2 separate regions of the Lactuca sativa genome follow, and region 1 is linked to region 2. The links are chromatin contacts, called in public Hi-C maps. All regions are on one chromosome and are shown on one strand. The core of a region is the stretch at or near the end of the contact, and the rest is flanking DNA. Distances in the headings are between cores, read along the strand shown. Region 1 holds the start of LOC111901431 (glucomannan 4-beta-mannosyltransferase 2). Region 2 holds the start of LOC111901430.

The links. A called contact is a pair of places that touch in the nucleus more often than the background predicts.
Region 1: a contact with region 2 is called in a Hi-C map of leaf, with 6 times the contacts expected there. The contact joins the promoter of LOC111901431 here to the promoter of LOC111901430 in region 2. A contact is called at or near these places in 4 of 4 Hi-C or Micro-C datasets (bud, leaf and seed).

What each region holds. Positions count from the first base shown.
Region 1 is chr2:190,893,205-190,900,045 of Lsat_Salinas_v11, forward strand. LOC111901431 (glucomannan 4-beta-mannosyltransferase 2) reads left to right here and starts at 2,670. Exons shown (of 9, transcript XM_023897281.3): 1 at 2,670-3,320; 2 at 3,483-3,581; 3 at 4,059-4,311; 4 at 6,024-6,134; 5 at 6,222-6,358; 6 at 6,462-6,575; 7 at 6,670-6,841. The coding sequence starts at 2,988.
Region 2 is chr2:190,596,854-190,604,318 of Lsat_Salinas_v11, forward strand. It overlaps LOC111901430, which reads left to right and starts at 3,146. Exons shown (of 4, transcript XM_023897280.3): 1 at 3,146-3,330; 2 at 3,926-4,059; 3 at 4,232-4,350; 4 at 4,843-5,298. The coding sequence starts at 3,972. The coding sequence ends at 4,956.

The sequences.
Region 1 (6,841 bases), core at 1,420-3,919, 300 kb after region 2:
GTACGCCGGAATATCCTTACCATGCGACGTCGTTTCATTTGATGACAGCCGATGGATGCCGTTGACTCCGTTGTACTAATTCTTTTATCAAAGTTTCATTTTGGCCCGGTATTCTTATGAAATGGCATTTCCACTCTTCTAAGTTTCAACATATGCATGCACAGTTGCACACTTCATTAATATTAGACAAAACTGCAAAAATGGTCCCTGTGGTATGCATTTTTTTGGGGTTTTAGTCCAAACAGTGACTTTTTTGGTTTCGTAGTCCTTTTGGAGTGGTTTGTATGCAAAAATGGTCCCTCCGAAAACTGAAATGACTATAATACCCTTGAGGTATTTATTTTTCATTTTTCTTTCATTATTCTTAAAATTTAATATTTATTTATTTATTTTAACAATTAAAAAAATAAAAAAGGGCCCACCTCTCTCTCTCTCTCTCTCTCTCTCTCTCTCTCCTATGTAAACCTACAGTAGATCCAACCCTCGTTCATAATCCATTTGAACATCAAATTCCAACATCAAACATCAGAGATTCCAATTTTTTCTTGCAAACAATCGATTTCTCCGATTCCTCAATTCTCAAACAATTGATTCTCACTTTTTTCCTGCAACTTAGATTAACCCACAAACTTATAGATCTTCATCCAGTTTCACTATGAACACACACACAAGATCAAGGTATATATTCGACATCGATTCAGCAGCAAAGTGCAGGTCCAGTGATAGTGGGCTGAGGTCCACTGATTTCCTACGGATGTTGAGAAGACTCAGTTTAGTAGCTATCAAAATCGACGATGAAAAGAAACATTAGTGATGTTAGAGGAGACGATAAACAAGAATCAATTCGAATGCTCAGGGTTATACCCATTATATCACCTGATTTAAACGACAATAAATCTAGAAACATCGTCTACATACAGGTTATACACAAACACCTATTTCATTGATAATACACATAAATGAGAGACAGAGGAATCGTAAGAGAAGGAAAAAAAGAGAAAGGGGTGAGTCGATAAAGGGGAGAAATCGAGAGGGGCTATTGTAGGGAGCTGCTCCGGTGGCCGGTAAAGGGGAAGAAATCGATGCGTAAGATACGAGGGGAGGAAGGAGTAAGATACGCAATGGCTCCCTCCTGCACCGATTTCCTTCTTCTCTACCTAATGGTGCTCGAACCAGAGAAGGTTCTCGATCTGCCCAATCCTAGTGGTAGCACATCAGCTCTATTGCTTCCATCTTCCCAATACAGCGATGATTGAAAAGAAAAGAAGGAGCAAGGATTGGGGTTTGTTTAGGGTTGCTCAGATCAACAGAAAAGAAAAAAGATGGGGTGAGGCTAGAATGGTTCTATGGTGGGCGGAGATGTAGCGGTTCACGGTGGAGTTTGGTAGTCGAATGGAGGCTAGCAGGTGGTGCGGTGGCTATCTCCAGATTGCCGGAGGTAGCACAGCCCCTTCTTGTTCGTTGAAATTGGGAACGAGAGAAAGAAATGGGTATATGACCTGGAGAGAGAGAGAGAGAGAGAGAGAGAGAGAGAGAGAGAGAGAGAGAGAGAGAGAGAGAAGTGGGCCATTTTTTATTATTAAAATAATTATTAAAATAAATAAATAGATATTATATTTAAAAAAATCAAAGAAAAATAAAAAATAAATACCCCAAGGGTATTACAGTCATTTCAGTTTACTGAGGGACCAAATCCACAATGAAACTAGCTCAAAAGGACTACGAAACCAAAAAAGTCACTGTTTGGACTAAAACCCCAAAATTTTGCATACCACAGGGACCATTTTTGCAATTTTGTCTTAATATTATTACCTATAATGAAGAAGTTGTGGTCTACATATATAAGTCACAAAGTTGTAAGTGAGTGTTGTACAATGGTGAAAAACTACATCTAATGTTCATGAATTTGTTTTATTGCTGAAAATGGAAGGAAACATCGATTAATGAAGTTTCAAAATAATTCTACATACTAACATGAAGTAGCAAATTTCATCAGTAGTTCATTGTCTCAAAGAATTCAATAATATAAAATTTTCATATGTTCGTTTGGTTATGTAGGAATCCTCTTTTAGAGACATAAATTTGGTGTTTGTATCATTAAAAAGATATAATTAAAGTTTATATCACTTATATTGACGTATTATATTAAATCGTTGGCAATATACATATGTGATAATAAATCATAACACATACGATATCCTTAACATATTTAACTCATAATGTTAAACCTGGGTATTCAACTTATCTTAGGATTTTCAAATTAACCGGTGCAGAATTACTAATAATAATAATAATAATAATAATAATAATAATAATAATAATAATAATCTGTAACTATAAGGCACAAGATTTGAATAACTATTCATTTGTCTTGCCTCAACTAAGGTTAAATATTGAAGTCAACATAGTAGACAATTAATAGTTAGAATGAATATATCTAGTATATAAACGAGATAAAAATTGTCCCAAGATTTGAATAACTATTCATTTGTCTATGCGTAGGATGCTTAAAAATGTAAATACAAAGAAGTAGAGGGACTGGAATTAACAGAATGCACAATAAAGAGAAGCAAGGTAGAGTCGAAAGTCAGTAGTAGTAAAATTATTACAAAAAAAAAAAAAAAAAAAAAGTTATAAATTTGACTATAAAAAACCCTCCATCTCTCTCTCTCCTTCACTTGCTCCACTCCTCTCTTTCTCTCTCTACCCCTCTTCACTCTCCTCACCATTTCCTATCCTCTCTTCAGCAATGCCACAACACACCTCTGCTTCTCTTCTATTATGATTCGATAGAAACACAGAAGCAGTACTGTTTTGGCATAATCTGTAAGCAGAAGGAAGGAAATCAAGACAGTGTGTGTCAAAACCAACCACTTTCTCAATCTGGGTAGAGAGAGAAACCCCCAAATCTCACCCACATTTAACGAATCTCCATAGATCTACTTTCCCCTGTTTTCCCCTGTTTCAGTTGAAACCAGATAGTGAAAATGGGAGACGTTATATCCGGGAAGAATCTGATACCGGAGAGTTTTCCGGGGGCGTCGGTGGACTTGGCGGCGCAAATTGGTTTGTTATGGGACCTAATCAAGGCGCCATTGATCGTGCCATTGTTGAGATTGGCTGTTTATGTCTGTTTGGCGATGACCGTGATGCTTTTTCTCGAAAGGCTTTACATGGGTATTGTAATTGTCCTTGTTAAGCTGTTTTGGAAGAAGCCAGAGAAGCGATACAATTGGGAACCCATTCGTGACGATTTGGAAATCGGGAATTCTGCTTTCCCTTTGGTTCTTATTCAAATCCCAATGTTCAATGAGAAAGAGGTTCGTCATTTATCATTATTGTGTATGTTTTGTTTGTGCTTTTTTCCGATTTCTCGTAATTCGGAGTAATTCCGTGAGTTTCTTGTGTCCTCCTTTGTTGATTTATGAGGAATTTATGTTACGTTTGGTATTGATTCATTGAATGAATGGATGATGTCACAGGTATACAAGATCTCAATTGGGGCAGCATGTAATCTCTCATGGCCTTCCGATCGACTCGTGATTCAAGTACTCGATGACTCTACTGATTTTGTCATCAAGGTACAACTTATTAAAGCCAATTTTACCTCTTTGGTTTTATATCTAAACAGTACTACTCATCAAAGCAGAAAGAAGATTTCAATAATTACTCATCACATTCAACCTTTTTTACTTATTCAAATCATTACACCATTTTTTATTTTTGAGACCGAGTTTGGTGAATCCGTTGCCATAATTTTGTTACATGTCATAAACCAAGTAAAGTTATTAATATGGTTTTCATTGCTATTAATAGTGTTTTTCCATATGAATTTTCTTCCTAAAAATCCAAGTGAACAGTTTCTGATTCATATAATCTAAATCAATAACTACTTTGATTGGGTTTCTACAAATTAATTAAATTCTATCTTATCAAACAAGGGAATAAACTCATTTCACATTTAAAACTTAAAAAACTTGCATCTTTCAGTAAACGACAAAGGCTACTTTCACGATGTTGTTGTTTAGATTTTTGATTAGATTGTGTTTTTAATTTAGGATATGATCGAGAAAGAATGCCAAAGATGGGCAAGCAAAGGAGTTAATATTAAGTATCAAATCAGAGAAAGCAGAGGAGGTTACAAAGCCGGTGCTCTTAAAGAAGGATTAAAGCATGATTATGTCAAAGACTGTGAATACGTCACCATTTTTGACGCCGATTTCCGACCGGAGCCAGATTTTCTCCGGCGAGCCATTCCTTTCCTTGAGTTCAACCCCCAAATCGCACTAGTTCAAGCTCGGTGGCGTTTTGGTAAGTTTCTCATTCTGATTTTTCTGTTAAATCTTGATTAAATTAAATAATATTTTATTATTTTTTTCTTATTTACTTACACTTTTTAGATAAATTTTAAAGGGTAAGAAAGGGTACAGTTGACGTTGAGTCTTGTTGATGGCTAATGTTAAAAGTGTCGGTGGTAACATTTTTCTTTTTTTTTTTTTAAATAAAAAATACATCCTCTTTTTTTGTTTTTATCTCGTTAAAATTATTTAAATCATAATTTACTTATTTATTAAACTTGTACATTAATCATTTAATAGTAACACATTTAAAATACATTTTTTCTGCAACCTAATTAATGCAACCTATACGTTGGAAGTCATGAGAAAAGACATGCCAACAAGAACTACATAATTTCTTTTCTTATTTGTAATAATGCACAAACATTAATTTTCAAAGACATTTATTTTAATTAACACCGTTTACAATTTCAAACCTTTGAATACTTTTCCTGATAAAAAAAATGTTATTATCTTTACTTAAAAAGGCATTGGAAAGTGAGTTATATTATCTAAATAATTGAATAAAGAGTTGTATCGTATATGAACTTTTGACATGTACATATTTGATACCAAACTCCATCTATTTGCATGTACAAACTTTTGTTAACATTGAAACAACATTTTTGTGTAACATTTGATTAGATATTGTGTATGTGGTGGTTTTGTGGAAATAAACCAAGTTTAGAAAGTTACAGAGAGCATATCTAGAAAGTACAAGGATGAATGCTAAAAAAAGAGTAAAGTACAAGGCGATAAGATGTAAATTAATTGTTGTCCGTTGCCCAATTAGACTCCACCAATCACGGAATCGTAGCGCCCTCCACTTTGTTTACTTTGCGAGCTTATGCAGGGTTGTAACACGTGCTTAGAAAGTTGTACCCTAGTTAAAAATAAAAAAACAAATATTGGAGTTTGGAGTAAATTGACATAAATGTCCGGAAATAACTCATGGGCCACCCCACAACAGTCGGCATAAATATTGCTGGATGGTTTCGTCATTTCTACATTTATCATATATATATATATATATATATATATATATATATATATATATATATATATATATATATATATTTTTTACTTTCACACTCAAAAGTGACCTGTAATTTTTAAAGAGGAAGCAACTTCAATGTGTACAAGGGCAATATAGTAATTAGGTATGTCTGCAGTCCACGTGCATTTATGCTTCCATGATGTAGTGTACTCTGCGCATTGTCGTTGGTACAGCTGCTAGATTCTAGTTTCACACCGACGCTCTTTTCTTACCATCTGAAATATCATTTTTGTATTTTACCTACTTCCTTTTCATTTCTAGTCTAGAGTCTAGTCTACTATATATTATTATTATTAATAAATAATAAATAGAAGAACGTTATGCTAAACACCAATTCTTAATTATAAAAATTGAAAAATATCAAGATTTTTTTTTAATTAATGATTAAATAAAAAAGAGGCGATGATGATGGTGTGGTTGATATAAAGGTGATCGTGGGATGTTGACAAAAAACAAGCTGTGAGTTCATGTGCTGAATGGCGTGTTGTGTTTGTGATGTAGAGACATGTGTCATGTAGCTACGATTGATCATGGGCCCACAATATTCACACATGGACACCGCATTTACTTACTATTCACCTTTTTTCTTAAATAATATTTACAATAATTTATTTTTTTATTTGTTTCAGTGAACTCTGATGAATGTTTATTGACAAGAATGCAAGAGATGTCGCTGGATTACCATTTTACAGTGGAGCAAGAAGTAGGATCAGCTACTCATGCATTTTTTGGATTCAACGGTAATATAAATATAAATAAACAAATTTCGGCATTTATTTTTCAATAAAATAATCAAGGGGTAAGATAGTAATTAATTAAATATACAGGAACTGGTGGCGTGTGGCGGATTGCTGCCATTAATGAAGCCGGAGGGTGGAAGGACCGAACGACGGTGGAGGACATGGATCTTGCTGTTCGAGCAGGTCTTAAAGGATGGAAATTCCTGTATCTTGGTGATCTTCAGGTAAGTACATCAATTTTTCATCAAAATAAAAAAAAAATTAAAAAAAAAACTTTAATTGATGAATTGATTTTTATGATGATGAATGTTTTTTTTTTTTTTGTAGGTGAAAAGCGAACTTCCGAGTACATTCAAAGCCTTTCGTTATCAGCAACATAGGTGGTCCTGTGGTCCTGCTAATTTGTTTAGGAAAATGGTGATGGAGATTGTTAGGAACAAGGTTAGTTTACATCATTTTCATTGATAAATGATAATCTCTCAATTCTCCCCATGTATTTATTTTTAAAGTGATATTCATTGCATTAATTTCACAGAAAGTGACATTATGGAAGAAGCTTTACGTGATCTACAGTTTCTTCTTTGTAAGAAAGATCATTGCTCATATGGTCACTTTCTTCTTCTTTTGTGTTGTTCTTCCCCTCACGATATTGGTCCCTGAGGTTGATGTTCCCATTTGGGGCGCCATTTACATCCCCTGCGTCATCA
Region 2 (7,465 bases), core at 1,896-4,395:
TACCATGTATCCTTCTCATTTTCTTTTGTTGCTGGGAACACTTTGTCTTCATTAAACAGTACCCAGTTATCTATATCTTCACCCCAGACAGTTAATAAAAGAGCATGTTCTTCTTCATGTACCTGTGTGAGATTGACATCAGCCTCCTTCCTCTTAGGATCGGGGCATTCCGATGCATAGTGTCCAAACACATCACAGTTGAAGCACTTTATTTGACTCTTGTCTCTTCCCTTTACTTGACCATTGTCTCGAGATTGTTGGTGATTACCCCGACCACCTCTACCCCTTGAGCCTCCTCTTCCTCCACGATGGCCTCCTCGACCTCCCCTCTCGCTGTGAGATGAGCCACGGCCTCTTCCTGCTGAGTTGGTGGAGTTTTTGTTTGACTTTTGACCCATTTGCTCCTCTGATCGGGTGAGCAACAGACCAGCTTCAACATTAGTGGTTTCGGTGCGACTTCTCAACCGATCCTCATACACTTTAAGTCTTCCTATAGCTTCTTCAAATGGCATGGTATCGAAATCTGAATATTGTTCAATGGAGGCTACAAGTTGTAGATACTTTTTTGGGATAGAATCAAGCAACTTCCTCACCAAAGTGCTGTCTTCTATTGTTGCACCAAGACTGATGTATTTTGAGTTAATACCACTCAACTTTCCTGCAAATTCATCTATGGTCTCTCCTTCTTTCATCCTCAGTGCATCAAACTCACTCTTGAGTGAGTGCAATCTTGCCTTTTGCACTCGATCTGCACCCAGGTACCGAATTTTCAAAGATTCTCACACTTCTTTTGCAGTTTTCTTCTTGGCCACCTGCATGAAAATATCCTCTGGTATTGCTTGGAAAATGTAGGCCCATGCCATCTTATTCTTCTTCTCGTCAACAGTCACTCTGACAGTTGGTTCTATGGATTCCCAAACACCTTGAGCATCCATGATAGCCTCCATCTTGATTGCCCACGTGGTATAGTTTGTTGAAGTCAACAATGGACATTGGAACGACACACCACCGTTATCTCTTGGTACCTGTTGACTGGAACCTGTCATGTTGTCATGTCTTATGTATTTGGGCATAAATAAGAAAGCTCTGATACCAAGTGTTGGATCAGGCTCGTGTAAAGATCAAAGGTAGTATACCCAAATAAAGAAAAACACAGAATTGTAGGAAAAGATTCCCTGTTTTCTCCTTCTTATTTCTGATAATCAAAACAAAGACTTACAGGCTTTAAATAGCAAAACAAAACAAAGTAACTGCAAAGCTAAAACTGAATAAACGTGTGCTCCTAACTAGGTGGCAACTAAGCCACTTATTCCTATTGACAAGGTCAATTGAAGACCAAGTCAGAATTACTTTTCTTCCACAATTTCAAGCTATGCTTATTGTTGTATTTTTATGTTTGATAACTTAATTTATACATTTATTGTCTTAGATTTAGTTTGCAAAATAAGCATAATGGTTTTAAAACGCAAGGGTAGTATCGTCAATTAGAAAGCAACCATCAGAAAAGATGAACGTAGATTTAGTTTGCAAAATAAGCATAATGGTTTTAAAACGCAAGGGTAGTATCGTCAATTAGAAAGCAACCATCAGAAAAGATGAACGTGACTCCACTAATACCTTTTTGTAGTAGTTTTACTCTTGATTAAGTCTACTGTTACCTTTTTTTTTTATTGTGGTGTTTCCAAGTACTATCATTATATTACATATTCTTCCATGCAAGATATAATATGCATGGGTTTGGATAGTTGAGAATGATTTGGACAGCTGAGATGCTTAAACCACTACCAGATAGCCTAAAAAATACATAATGAGGTGTGATGTTTGGTATGGAACGTAGAAAATTACAGATTGTTTAGTTGATTTGTGTGTGTGTGTGTGTATGCTAGAGAGGGAAGAAAAGTTTAACTTTACTCTTTGTTTAGTTTTGTTAATGGCTGGCAACAATCCATTATTATTGTTAGGGACTGGTGAGAAGGCTTCATGTTGTTCTGCTGCTATTTAATTGTCCTCACCAAGTTGTGCTCCATTTTGGTTGTTGATGGTTATACATTTGCACATGCAGTCGGTATAATTGAAAGTTCACTGGAATTTTGTGTTAAACATTTGATGTGTAGTCGATTTTTCCCCACTCTTATGTAGCTGCTCAACCTTGTGCATATTACAATGTGGCTGATTTTACCCTTGGGGTCATATTTAGGCTTAATCATGCTATCTTATTTATGCTTAGTAATGTTGTTGTCTATTTAAATAGTAATTGTAAAATACATGTTTTTAAATCAGGTACAATGAGTAGAAATAACGTTTTTCATTTACTCATTAGTTAATTACTTTTTGATTTTGACATGTTAAAAAACAATGTAAAGTTGTTCCTTATGTTAAAGAGTTGTGGCGAAGATAGTTTTGTAGATTTTAATATTTATATTTTCATGATGTACTTTTTGAACGATAGTTGGGTTTTTGTTTTTTCTAATTTTAATTTGAACAATATAGTAATTTACATATTTTGCATGATTGAATTTAAAAACTGTGGCTTTGTTTGTCATATCTTTAAATTTTGTATACATTTTTAGTTTTATTTAGTATTATCAATAAAAAACGCAAATGCAAAAAATCTCAAAATAAAAAACCCTAAAATCGATAAAATCTCAAAATAAAAGACCCTAAAAACAATATAGAAGATAGATCCCAACTTCTTGAGTAGCTTTCATTGTTGGCTGTCCAAAAATTTGTTTCAATGTCACCAACAAAATTGCATAACTAAAAATTAAAGCAAAATTTTGATAAAGAAACAAAAATCAACTGAGGATAATAACACAATTATTGATCTTCAATAGGATGCTTAGTAGATATATTGAAATACTTACTTTGGTCAGTATATCATTTATATTTATATAAAAGATCATTTGTATTTATATAAAAGTATTACTAAAACAATATGTTTATAATATATTAAACTTTATATTTTTTTTTTAAATACTCACATCTGGTATTTGTTCTGTCAAAACATTGCTCGCTAGTTTTATTGTATGTCTTCGTTAAATTGTTGCTTACTTTTATGCTCGTGTTGTTGCCTTTTGTCCACAATATAAAAGGCCGAAAAAGTTGGACCATTTTCATTTGGTAAGTAAGGGCTAGCAAGGAAGAAAGCCTAATACGAAAGCCCAAGATAGTTTGTTTCGATGCCCAAAGTCCCAAACTCACATCTTTACGAATTCAGAGAATTCTTCTCCGTCAAGCTGGGCGACGACGAAGAGTCGAAGACAGGAGGGATCAGTCCGAACACCGATCTATTGTTGTTAGTTGCCAACGTTGAAAACTAGCTTTCAGAAGGTAAGATCTTTATTCCTTTTTCCGCTTAGTAATTGATGAGATTTGCTGCTAATGTCACGAACCCTATTAGGAAATATCGCGCTCCGGCTTCCTGTTTCTGGTTTATTTTTTCAAGTAATTGACTTGATTGTTTGGAGTTTATGCATTATTTAAGGAGAAGCGAAGGAACTATTGTGTTATTAATGGTGCCCATAACCTGTTTGTTAAATTGCCTAAGTGCGTTTTGCCTCCATTTTTATTTATTTTGGTTAGAGAAGCAAGGCGCTCTTTCGTTTATGCTTTCGTTAAGGGCTCATTTAGCACAGATGCAAGATAGATGTTAAGCAGGCATCACTACCATCATATCATCATATGTACAGTTTGCTAACACACATTGCTAGATTAACTGTGATTTTTAGGGACAAAAACTCAACTAACGTGACTGAAGTAACAATGCGACTGATCATTCTAGGGCTTTGCTCATATATACATTTGCTTTCTATAGTGTACATATCAATACATTGTAATCAAAATTAGATCCCTGTTATCACACATTTACGCTGTACACTTTTAGGGTTTTGACCATCTTTCTAAAGTAATGCATTTTTTTTTGTAGTTTTCTTGGGTTTGGGCTGTTTTTCTTTGGTTAAGATAACAAAAGAATGAGTATAGAGAAGGAAGAAGTGGTAGTTTTACCTAGAAGAAAAGTATCATGCACTACCTCCTTCGATAATCTCTGGTTCTGCTATTGTAAGTCTTTGCTCTCTCTCAGTTTTTCTCTTTCTCTTTCCCTGTGTATGTGTATGTCTGATTTTTATATGCACATGAGTTCAAGATTTATGATACCCTCTCATTGAATTTAGAAAAAAAAAGTATCTATACACATTTAATATGCAACTGAAACTTTTTGTGATCATGGCAGCTCCAGTACATCAATTGCAACAATATTATAGACTTGGATCCCTTGATAATTGTTCTGGGAAGTGGAATGCTATGATTGATTGCTTAAAACTGAAAACAAAAAGGTCTCACGAAGTTCAGGTACTTTCATCTCCTTATTATAATTTGTAAACAATGTATTGTTACATATTATCCCTGAACATGTTTTTCCACTCTATTTGTCAGCATTCTATGTTATGTTAAGTGTTGACATAATCAAATCTTAATTGTTTTCTTCATTTTCATGTCCTTAGCATGTAAGTAACATTAAAGTAGTGGGATGCGTGTATCATGTATGTTGTATATTATTTTAACATACATGATACATGCTAGTATGATACTATCTATCACTTGAGTCATGGGTACAAGATTATATTCCACTTGCGTGAGTGGTTTTGCTTTTCTTTTGGCTAAAGCATCTTTGATATGAAAAGGAAAGACGACACCAACTTTTCTACAAATCATCATCCATCTTTTGAATTCCTGTTTAGGAGAGCTTTTCAGGGAGCCTTTCTAGCTCTTTAATCTTTTTGTTCTTTAAAAAAAGTGAAGACTCAATTAAGAGAACTAACAAGATTCAAGTAATGAATGCAGGAAATTCTTGAAACCCGTGAGAAGGAAAAGACCCACATTTGGTCTTTTAGGACGCCAGAAGAAGCGGCATCTCATTGGAATGACTTGTTTGGACATGTAAATGATGCTGAATGAGAGGTTTATTAGGAGGGGTGTTATAGTAATTTTACTCAAAAAATGACAAAATATAGATAAGAAGAAAACTTTAATGATGAAAGCGGATGTTTTATTTATGAAATTTGTTTTGTTAATTAATGGGTAATTCGAACAATAATTACGGGGATCCATTCCCCCAAAAAGTGGTAAATTTTGTAAAACGTTATGCTCAAGTGGGCCTATGTGTCCTAGACTTTGGGTACAAAGCGATGAAAATGATTCAATGATTGTACAATGATATAGTCATTAAATGGATTTCTTGTTGAACTCGATTTAAATTAATATTGTTTAATTATCCAAAGGCAAAAAATTTAAACGTTATGATTCTTTTTGTTTATTTGTTTGTCGGTTGAAGGTGACAAATGACAACGAGGGGTATAGACTATAATAGACTATAGAGCATTGAAGTGTTATTGGCCATTAGTTTTGAGTATATCATCAATAATGATTTTTTCCCACCGACGATGTATGTTGCATCAACTTTCAATTTTCAAGTATCTCTATCAAATATCATCACATCATCATATGACAAGTATCCTAAATTGATCTTTAGACAAAATGTCATTTTTGCTTGATGTTTTTAAGGATTGTTAGTTGTGACGTGTAAGTAAATAAGAAATTAAAGATGATAAAGCAAAAGTAAAGTAGTATTAGGTAAACCAAAAGCAATGGAATGGGGTGGGGTGGCTATATTTAGTAAGAATTGGTAGGGCTAAAATGGACAAATAAAATAATGCTTTAAGGACTCAAAGTCAAAGACCAAGATTAAGAAAATTTGTTTTGAATTTTGAACATGGATTTAGGTTTTTATAATTGTGGCTTAATTCAGTGAAAGACCAAGATTAAGAAAATTGGTTTTGATTTTTGAACGTGGATTTAGGTTTAATAATTGTGGCTTAATTCGTGGAACTTGCTTACCCTGTTGATTGGTTATGTAGAAAATAACATTCAACCATAAAATCAGGATTTTGATTTTTAGTTCATGAAGATATGATATGGAGTTTGTTTATAATTAGTAATTACTAATTACATTAAAAGGAATGGTATATTGGTATATTGGTATTTTAGTATTTGCATGTTGAGGCACTCTTTCCGTCTTTCGACTGTTTGCCCGTTGAATGGTCTTTATCAAGCTTTCTTCAGCAGCTATTTAAACTTTAAAGCCTCTCCTACTACAAGTTGAATATTTGTATATTATTATTATGCCTCTACTCTTATTCCTTTTTCTTTCCTTTTCTTTTAAATCATAGATTAGAAAACTCATCTTGGAACCAAAAACCAAAAAAGTGGGTCACCTAAAAGAGGACAATCATTATGTAATGGTTAATAATTTGTAAATGTAACAAAATGTTTTTATGTATATACTTTGTACACCATTTATCACTACTATTAAAGTTATACAATCCGTTCAAAAAGCCATTAGTTTCATCGATAATAGCATGTTAAAGGCCAATTTCACCGAGTCTATGTGGAAATGGTTATTGAATTGTAACGGTAAGTAATGTTCATGTAACTTTTTTTTACATGATTAACCATTGAAATTATCATATCTTTTCAAAAAACACTACATGTTTCATGTAGTGATGAACAATCCCATACGATTTAAGAACCAATTTATGATCTGAAATTGGTTTTTGAAAACGATTCAAACCGATTTAGGAACTAGTCCAGTTTAAAGCCAAGCTGACGGTTATACAGTTTGAAGAATTTACTATTGAAAATGGTTTTCAAACCTATAAAAACTGATTTTCATATAGTAAAAAAATGCGGTTATCATTCATTATTTCTTCAAATGTTTTAGAGGTTTTTCAAGACTGTTTTTCACCCTTGTACTATCCAAGATGTATGAGATACATATTTCTAAAAATTAAAAGTTGAAAAATGTCCGAAAAAGAAAACATTACATCATGGAAAAGCAATGTGTTGCTTATTGGTCCATTTCTGATTAACAATCAAAATTTTGCTAAATTTTGAGATCGAAAGCAAACATAGGTTTTTTAAATTGGTTTTGAAGTGATCCTAACCGGTTTCTATAGGTTTATATACTTTTGCTTGGGAACGAGTTTGGACTCAATCTGATTTTAACTTTGTTGATCAAAACCAATCCGATTTTGTAAATAAATTCGGTATTATTCAGAGTACACATATATGTTTATTTTAGTAGCATTAGAATACCCAATATCCAACACTTGTTTATAATCAACATTTGTGATTAGTTTTCAATACTTTCAACCCATCTGTCAATAACTAGTTAGGAACACATCATTTAGTTAACTTATCTACAAGCGTGATGAATTCATTAAGCCCGCATACAATTAGAAACCCACATCTTCAACTGATCCAATCACACCATTATAGTATATGAGAGGTTTAGGAAGGGAAACCCCTATATGATTTAGGTCAACCGTTAATAAAGTACCTAGACATAAAAGTGATGACATTTGGCTTCAATAATTCAGAACTCGAGCTTAATCGTTCCTTCAACTTC